Linked DNA regions of Mus musculus: region 1 is linked to region 2. Evidence: chromatin contacts called from public Hi-C data. All regions are on one chromosome and are shown on one strand. The core of a region is the stretch at or near the end of the contact, and the rest is flanking DNA. Distances in the headings are between cores, read along the strand shown.

Evidence for each region. A called contact is a pair of places that touch in the nucleus more often than the background predicts.
Region 1: a contact with region 2 is called in a Hi-C map of embryonic fibroblasts, with 2.2 times the contacts expected there. The contact joins two enhancer-like sites. A contact is called at or near these places in 1 of 39 promoter capture datasets (the 3T3-L1 cell line) and 3 of 484 Hi-C or Micro-C datasets (cerebral cortex, cortical neurons and embryonic fibroblasts).

Annotation. Positions count from the first base shown.
Region 1 is chr12:58,554,403-58,558,944 of GRCm38.p6, reverse strand. The region is part of intron 1 of Gm30687 (a long non-coding RNA gene); the gene reads right to left. Among named protein-coding and RNA genes, the nearest start is that of Gm40427, 38 kb to the right of the region's middle. Within about 2 kb of position 1,369, at least 29 of the 459 cell types and tissues checked have an H3K27ac peak or open chromatin away from gene starts, as enhancers often do.
Region 2 is chr12:58,424,088-58,428,797 of GRCm38.p6, reverse strand. No RefSeq gene overlaps it. Among named protein-coding and RNA genes, the nearest start is that of Gm30687, 10 kb to the left of the region's middle. Within about 2 kb of position 2,292, at least 22 of the 459 cell types and tissues checked have an H3K27ac peak or open chromatin away from gene starts, as enhancers often do.

The sequences.
Region 1 (4,542 bases), core at 120-2,619, 130 kb before region 2:
CAGAAAAGACTCAGGCATGGGTGCTAGCTAACAGCATTCTTAGCTCTTTGGTTGGTGGAAACTCGGAGTTGGCTCATACATTCTAAAGGAGTTCTTTGTCAGTTGCAGCATGTTTGGTGGTTCCTGCCGGCATTCCCATCATTTGAAAGGCAGAGGCAGGCAGGTGGCTTTCTGTTACCCATCAGCCTGAGTTACTTATTGAGACCGTGGCAACAACATGACATTTAAAGCTGACAAACATGCGAAAAAAAGTCAAAATAGCAGAATACATTGTTCTATACCAACCAGATAAAATTGTACACACCACAACCACTATATGAGTAACTAGTAACCACAGTATTTTAATATTTTATGAACTTTTATTGGTCCTTAAGTTTTTTTAGAACTTCTCTTCTCACTTTTTTTTTTTTTTTTACCTATATTGCATTTAGGCAGATAAGATACTTGGCTTTGAGTGCAATCAGCATGGTCATTATAATATATACTATGTACCTTCTGTAGCTGGAGGAAAAAAAATCTGAGACAGTTTATGAAGAGAAAAAGGTTACTATGGCCCACTTTCGGGTGTGTAGGTTTGTGACTGGTTGGCCCTGTTACTCTGGACAGTAGCAGTATGTCATGGCAAGAAGATGTGGTAGAGCCAACCACTCACTTCATGTCTGAGAAGCCAAAGGGCTATGAAGAGGCTGATGCTCCATTGTATATAACAGCCTTCAGGCGAGATTCCCTCAGTGACCTGAAGACATGCGCATGCGCCCCACCTTCTCAGGTTTCCATCACCTCTCCAGTGTGCCTAGCTGGGGACCAACTCTTAAACCAGTGCCTTTGGTGGATACTAAAGACAAGCTAGTACATAGTCTTCTTTTGATGTTGTAAGAAACCATGGGAAATTTATTGTCTTAGATTTAGAATCAAGATATTGGCAAGACTGTATTCCTTGTGGCCTCAGAGAAAATCCAATTTCTTGGTTTATTTCAGCTTCTCTAGGTTATCTTCAGTTGCTTATCCAAGGGAAAAAATTTTCCATGTTAAAGTCAATAGAAGAAAAAATTCAAACCATCCTCTTCTGTCTCTCACTGATACATCATTAATTTAATCAGATTTTCAAATGTGTGTGTGTGTGTGTGTGTGTGTGTGTGTGTGTGTGTGTGTGTGTGTGGCGTGCAGTGAGATGACCCAGTGGATAAAACTGTTGCTGCACAAACCAGATGACCTGTGTTTGATTCCCAGATACTACAGGGGAATAAAAAAGTCAACTAATGGAACACACATGTGTCCTCACAGATAACAACAACAACAGCAGTAGCAAATGATAACAATAATAGCATACCGAGACCTGATTCTAGTTAGCAGCTTACTGGTTGGTAATAAGAGATTGTTGGTATAATGGACATTCCTTTTGAGGGCGTTTTCCCTAAACAATCGTTTTAGATGAGGACATTACCCTCTCACAGGCAGATTATTCTCTCCAGATACAGCTGGTAAACCTCCAATGGCAAAATGTTCCGGAGTAACTTGAAATACTTGAGTTGAAAATCTGAGCTTCACCCCAGTCCAGCCAGATGTCTTTATTCTTCCCCAGGGTCCTGAGTCAAAACTTGCAGATGTTTTTAGTGATTACCAATCCTTTTAATCACAACAATACACCTAGTGTTTCTTTATATCAGTTCTGTTGCCAAAAGAAATTAGCTACTATTAGGGCTGCAGAGGAAAAGGAATTCTCTGCTATGACTTTAAAAGAGAACCTCACGGTGACCATTTATTTTCTGTAAACTAGTCGGTGCACTCAGAAGAATTTATCCACATTACTGTTCATGTTCAGCTACTTTCTGGGCCAACAAAGGATTCCATGATAACTATCTTGAAATCATTTGATTGACAGTATTATCACGGCAAGTGCCAGCCTAACCACATTCTGTTTTCCTTTTGCCTAAGACCTTAATGCACCTACTGTGTTAAAGCCTCCAGACAGGATCCAAGGCAAATTCACACCTGCGGTTGCTATGTTGATTAGGAGCTTGTTAGAGAGGAAATATCAAGACCCACTACAGACATGCCGAATGAGACTGTCTCCTAATGTGGCTCATGGGTTTATAGATGATCCCGAGGCATGATAAATTTGGAGGAATGGGGCCTACTTTTAGGGCTAAATGAGCTGAGGCAGCAATTCCCAACCTGTGGGCTGTAACTCCTTGGCAAGCTTTTATCTCCCCAAATATTTACATTATGATTCATAACAGCAGCAAAATTATACTTTTAAGTAGCAATGAAATAATTTTATGGCTGGGGTCACCACAACTTGAGCAACTGTATTAAAGTGTCACAGTATTAGGAAGGTTGAGAATCACTGAGCTAAGGGGATATGTTGCTAGTGTTACTCTGTAAGAATTGGAATCCAGAGTTCTGTGGAAGAACTGGGGCATGCTGTATTAGAGTCTCTATGATCAGAGGAAGTTCTCCATAAACTTGAGATCCAGGCTTCCAAGTCTGAGAACTCTCTGAATGGCATTGGTATCTCCAGGGAAGGAGGAGAGAATGAGGCCAGTTCTACAGAGGTTGGCAAAACTGCAAACTGATTGAGCTTCAGGGTGGGGAAGTGCTTTCGCCATAAGATAAAGAAAGTTGGCTGGGATGATGCTCACAGGAACAGCAAACAAATAAATCTCTCTGCAGATGTTCTTTCTTCCCAGTGCTCTGTGTTGTGGAATGCTAATGCACACATTCAGCATTGCCAAAAAACCCAGTGTGGAAGGAAGGGTGAGTCAGAAACTGAGAGGCAATGCCCTCACCAGTGGCCCAGCTACACATTTCTTGCCTAAGAAGTAACATAAAATGATTTTAGATAGAAAATCAATTTTGAAAAGATGGTTTCCTACTAACCTCCCAATGTAGTAGTTATTAAAAACAGTTAAATTTCTCTTTTTTGGGGGGGTGGGGGGTGAGGCAAAGTGAAGTCAGACTACACTGGGCTTAGTATTCCCCAAAACCAAAAATGTCTCCTGTCCTCAATCCCACAAAACAAAAATGTTCAGAGATTTGGGCATTTTAATTAATGTGCACCCTAACGCTACATCTCATGCTGTCACTATTAGTCATCTGTATAAATTATGTTTTAAAAAATGAAAAGGGTAAAGCATTCTTTATCCAACATTGTAGGAACCAGAAGTGTTTGGGATTTCAGGCTTTCTTCTCTGACTTTAGAATATTTTTCTATTTCTACTGAGATATGTTGGGGGTAGGATCTGAATGTGAACATTAAATCTAATGTGCCCCATAGATACTCTGTGCACATAGCCTAAAAATAATTTTAGAGTTTTCTTCGAAAATTTGTGTTGAAACAAAGCTCTGTAGTGATCATTTTTACCTTGCATCTTCATGTCAGTGTTTAAAAAGTTTTGTGCTTTCGAACATTTCCAATTTCAAGTTTCTATGTTAGGGAGGCTCCTCACGCATAGCTAAATAAAACACAAAATTAATGTGAAGCAGAAGCTTATAGAACTCTGTAACTGCCAGCTGGACTTATAGACCTTTGTAACTGCCATCTTGACTTATAGAACTCTGTAACTGCTAGCTTGACTTCATCTGTTTGGACCACTGGAAGGGTTTCGATGTTCTTATTGATTTTAATAAGCAAATGGCATAAATTTTTACATGTGAGTAAATTTGGTAGTAAAATATTAAGAGCACGGCAGATGGTCGTCCTGTGGAGCATATCCAGCAACATAACTTCTCTAGTGATTGGCCGTTACACACACTACTTAATCCTGGTACAAATTCTTCAGTGGAGGAGAAATATCAGGCTTGGAAACAGCCCAGTGCTCACTACCCCTTTGTGGTAGCTGGGAGAAATCAGAAAGATTTTTTTTTCCTTATAAAATTCTCCAGTGAAAAGGATCTGGCTTGCTGAGGCCTTGGGATGCTCAGGAGATAGTTTCTTACACTTTATTTTCAAATAGCTTCTCAGGGTTTGGTTTGGATGTACAATCTAAGTTTATTTGAACCACCCAAAGACAGATATATATGAACATTTATCTGTCATTTTGCAATCAAGGGAGAAATGAGCTACAGATTTTCTATTTTCTTTGCCAGAGGCAGTGACTGTACTAGCAACATAAACACAGATGTGAGGAGCCGTTCCATCGAAACCCCTTCAACAGCACATCGATATTCTCCCTTGAGATGGCTGGGTCTGGTGCTCAGTTTGGGTTTAAAATAAGTTATTTCTTATATCTATCTTGATATATTGGACTTGGTCTGAGAATAAAGCCATCACGGGTAATAAAAGTTTCACTTTAACCTTTAGCTACAATAAAACAAAACACCATTACCTTAAAATGACAGAGTGCTGTCGTAGTCAAAACACAGCCCCATGAAATTGTTTTCTTATCAAGACAATTCTAAACCATTAGAGGGGCTACCATTATTAGAGTTTTATAAATGAAGAAACAATAGTCTCCAGCAAGCGCAGCAATTATCTAAGTTTATAACCCAGAAGATTAGAACTCAGATACAGCTAACTTGGTCCAATCTGGTTTTTGATTT
Region 2 (4,710 bases), core at 1,043-3,542:
TTACCAAGTTCCAATTTCCCAGACTGAGACTCAGTGTGTCAGTGACTTTTCTCATCATTATTGTTGTAGTATTTGAGGTTTCAGTTCATCACGGTGGAGAGAGCAGGTATGGTGAAGGATACAGAGGATGGCTGGTCACATTGTGTGTGTAGTCAGGAAGCAATTGGAGATCAGTGCTGATGTTCCACCCTCTTTCTTGATTCTAAGCAGTTTGGGCCTCAAGCTTGTGCAATGGTTCCATCCGTATATTGAATGTATTTTACCATCAGTTAAACTGTTCTGAAAACAATCACCCAGGAGTGTGTGCCCATAATGAGTCTAAATTCTATCAAATTGATAATCAAGATTAACCCTTAATATCACACCTAGAGATAGATAATGCCCTTCAATAAACAGGGAAATAGGCAAGAATGAGGCCATAGTAAGGCTGGAGTAGTTTACTTAGGATCCATGCACTTCCTTAGGCTCCCATGAAGCTCTGAACCAAACTAAGTGTCTTGGGGTGAGAAGCCCTCTGTGGGTACTACTGGAGAAGGACAAACTAATACTCCTTTTCAAGATCTAAAATGAATCCTCCTTTGGGTGGGCCTGAGGGGCTGGAGTTGCATCCCCTGTGAGACTGGCAGCCAGAAGAGAAGTTCTTTATAATAAGGATAAGACAGAAAATAGCCAGGCAGTTTTAGGGTAAAGACTCAAAAATGAAGGGTTGTTTGTTTGTTTCTTTGTTTTTCCTCTATTTTCCAGCCTGGATGGCCAGCCTTGTTTTGGCCAGAGGATAAAGATGCCAGAAATATTTAAGACAAAACGCCTTTGCTTCTGCCCTAGCCAGAGGTGAGGGATGCCAGAAGCAAGGTTTTCCCTTATCTCTTCCCCCTAAAGGAGTCCCTCTTTCCTGGGAACCACACTGAGTATGTGACTGAACCTGTAGGGCAACTGGACACCTGAAATGGAAACTGGACTGACCAGCTCATCCCTTCTCCAGCAAAGCTGGCCACGTCTTATTAACTCCAAGATCCATAATCCATGAACTTCATAACCTGGAGGCCACTGGTCAGTGAAAGTTTACATGACAATGTTCATTAAGCACCTTGGCTTCTGACTTCAAAGTACATCCAAGAGCCAAGAAAGGTCCTGTCATTTTCATAAACACTGGATATCCACGTTATCACTTGTAGGACACACAATCGTCTGTGTGGCATCCTCTGTAACCCCACAGTTTTAAACTGTCAGCAGAATCAAGCTTTCCATTTGCCTGGGTTTTGGTAGTCATAACTCCTAAAGAAGGTTAGAGTATAAACTTTATTTGTGCCATTCCATGCACGTTAGCTATTGAAAGCCTACTGTGTTGGTTGGATAGGGACATCATAAGGATTTTGTACAATCCTGTTATTACAAAAAGTAATATTTTTTAAATTAGTTGGTTATTTTATTTGGGGGATGAGAATCAGATGAATCAGGATAGGGAAAACAGCAGTTCTCATCTGTATGACAGTGACTTCGTCTCTGTGTATTTATTTATAATGGTCAGGGGGCAGAGCTTATAGAATCCTGTCTTACACCAAAGGGAGAGAGAGAGCTGAGAACATTTTTATTTTAACACTCATTCTTCATCATTTCCCTGGGGGCATTTTCATTTCAAATGGTTCATTCCTCTCAGAGCCCCCGTGTCGCCTTAGAAAAAGCATTCACCTTGGGGGTGGAGAGACTCTGCACTGAATCTGATGCAACTCTTTTTCTGGCCATGGAATTTTTAAATGAACTCAGAGGATGGATGGTATTTTGCATTTTATTACCTTATGTTCCACATTTCATGCATAATCCAAATCTCTAAAATGTATTTGCGGTAAAGCACCCTTCCTACATGGAGTGTCCTTGAATAGCACCGAGTGTGCCATCAGGGTTCTAATGCGTGTATCTGAGGCCAAGTCTGAAAGCCAAGAGGAGTCACAGTAGTATTACTGTACGCAAGGATAGACTCTTAGTTGGATTTTATCATAATTTTAGTTAAAAATATGGTCAGACTAATCAAAATCCATATTCTTCATTGCTCTAATGCATCTTTTCTGTCTGTCGCCCCTTTCCATGAGACGCTGACCTGCACTACTTCTGTTCCTGGGCTGCTTGGCCCAGGCTTCTTATAACCATGAGGACAGGCAAAGACCTAACACAAATGGAGTGCGGGGGCTGCCTAGGGGATGGGAAAGCGATTTCTGTCACGGAAGATCACCATTTGTCTTCTTATACCTCTGACTCAGCTGTCAGTCTCACATGATCTCTGGTCAGTGGACAGACAGGGAAAGTGGGGCCCAGCACACTCTTGTGGGGAGCTCTTAGCTTCCTTGGTGCTAACTCTACAGGAAGTGATAAATCTCCAAAGTATTTTTAATGCTTGTAATGGAAGAAAAAACACTTCAGCAGATTTTTTGAGAGACACAGCTTGTGAACTAGAATCTAACATAGCTCACTGGGGCTGTAAGGCCTCTCTGCTTTTCTCTAGGCGGCAGGGCACTTTGGGGTGGAATGGAACCTTCACTAAGCATCTCACAGTGAGCTCTGGACTCATGGTGCTCTGGGCTCACAGTGCTCTGGGCTCACAGTGTGTGCTGTCTGGGTTTCAGAGCTCTGGGTTCACAGTGCTGTCTGGACACTGGGATTTTGTTGCAAATGAGTCTGTTTGGCAGACAGTGTTGTTAGCTTTGGCGTTATGCCTCATAAGAAGCCTTATTTTCATGGAAAAATCAATTTATTGACTTACAAAAATGTTCTTGAATCTGGCATCATATTTTGTCACGTCTTCTGTTTTAATTGTAGAAGAAAGTATGTCCCTTCCCCGCCCCCTGAGGGCTGGAGATCAAGTCCAGAAAATGTCTGCCAATTAGACAAATTCTTTTTACTATCTCTAGCCCACCTAGAATTGTTCAGTCTATGTTTCTCAGTGATTGACTTGAAATATACTTAGTCATCTACTCTTTACATTGGCCTCCTTTATGAACAGGTTTACAGCTAAGGCATGCTAACTTTAACCCTCATTTGTTCCCTGCCCCCTGAGACATTTTACACAGATTTTATACTTTAGGGATTATTAATTTCTTTTATAGATTCATCTATTATTTTATCCATTTTAAATATCCTTTAATTTTGTATCTAGGAAAGATCAGCTCCTTCATACTATCTAACTTCACCATTCGCTTCTCTAGCCAACAGCAATGAATTTTATTATTTCTACATGGCTTTAGACTAGGGCATTTGCATTCTAGTCTACAACAAAAAATTTTCATATTTGTTTTTTAAATTCTGAGGCTAAGCGGATTTTCTGTTCACAGTCAGGCTTTTGCTCTGGAAAGCAGAAGCACTTTTTCTTACAAATTTTTAAGAGCCTCAGCAAACGTACATCTATTTCATGTTGCAAAAGGTCTGTTTTCTGTCTTTACATCTAATCTATGTGTTGACTAGACACATAAATCTCCGTTTGCTCTTTCTTTGAGGACTTTATAGGCATTGATTTCCTGCCTTTAGGGGACTAGTGGTAGATTTTTATGTTTTAGCACACACTTATCCAGAAACTGACCAGAAAAGTCAGCTCAGGAATTTCTCCAAGGGAAATGCAAATATGTGCCCCGCAAACCCTGGGATATGAATATTCATGGACGCTTTATCACCACTAGCCCAAGACAGGTGATGAACTAAATGTGTAACATCAGGCTGGGCGAACAAGCAGCCATGTTTTTTTTTTTTTTAATTTAATTGAACTTTTTTTTTTTGCAATTAGAGGGAATAATTCAGGGTATGTACATCAACACATATGAATTTCATGGGCATCATGTTCACAAAAGGAGGCTGACATAACAGTGGTTAAATGGGTTATTTCTCCAAAAGAAAGGGTGCTACATTAGGACTCTGAACATTTGGGAGTCAAACCTTGGTATGTAAGGCAAAACAAGAAGTGTAACTTTTGTTTTAGTGACTTTGTCCAATATACTGAATCAAATATTGTTGGATTTTTATGTTTATATTATCTGCTAAAGAAGAATATGTTGAATTATTTTTGAGACTGTTATTTGAACTCCCAGACTCCAGATATTTCCTTACCTGTATGTGCTGCAGCATGGTTGAGAGTTTTGATATTCATATAAACAAATATCAGTCACACATTATAGCATTTGTAATTTGTTAGCTGTGCTTGCCAATGGCCTTGGTTTTAACCTATTTGTTTCTATTTCTAGTGTTTCTTAGTATTTCTATTCTAAGAAAGAAGAGGTTAGGGTTCATAGTGAATAGGCAAAGTTACATCAAATCCACCAATTGAATTCATTATTCATTGTTTAAGCATTCATTACACCTCACTTTGCATTTATTAAGTAAGTGTTGGGTGTTTATCTTAGAAGTGTATATACTCCCACTAGTTTGTTTTCTTAACTTTACTGCATCTTGCTACTTTTTTATGATATGAGATAGATTTGAAAAGTTCCTATTCTTCACAAGGGAACTTAAAGTAGCCTCTGATTAGTATGTTTGCCTCTATATACTGAGTTCTTTTCTTCTAATAAGATTTCCTTTCATAAATGAAATAGAGGCTCATGGAAGACAGATCTTGGAGAAAAAAGGGACATACAGTAGATTCTTCTTATCCACTAGGATGTATTCTACTTCCTCAGTCAGTGTCTGAAATCCAACCTCTGTATGTGTTGTGATTTTTCTTCTGCATGCAAG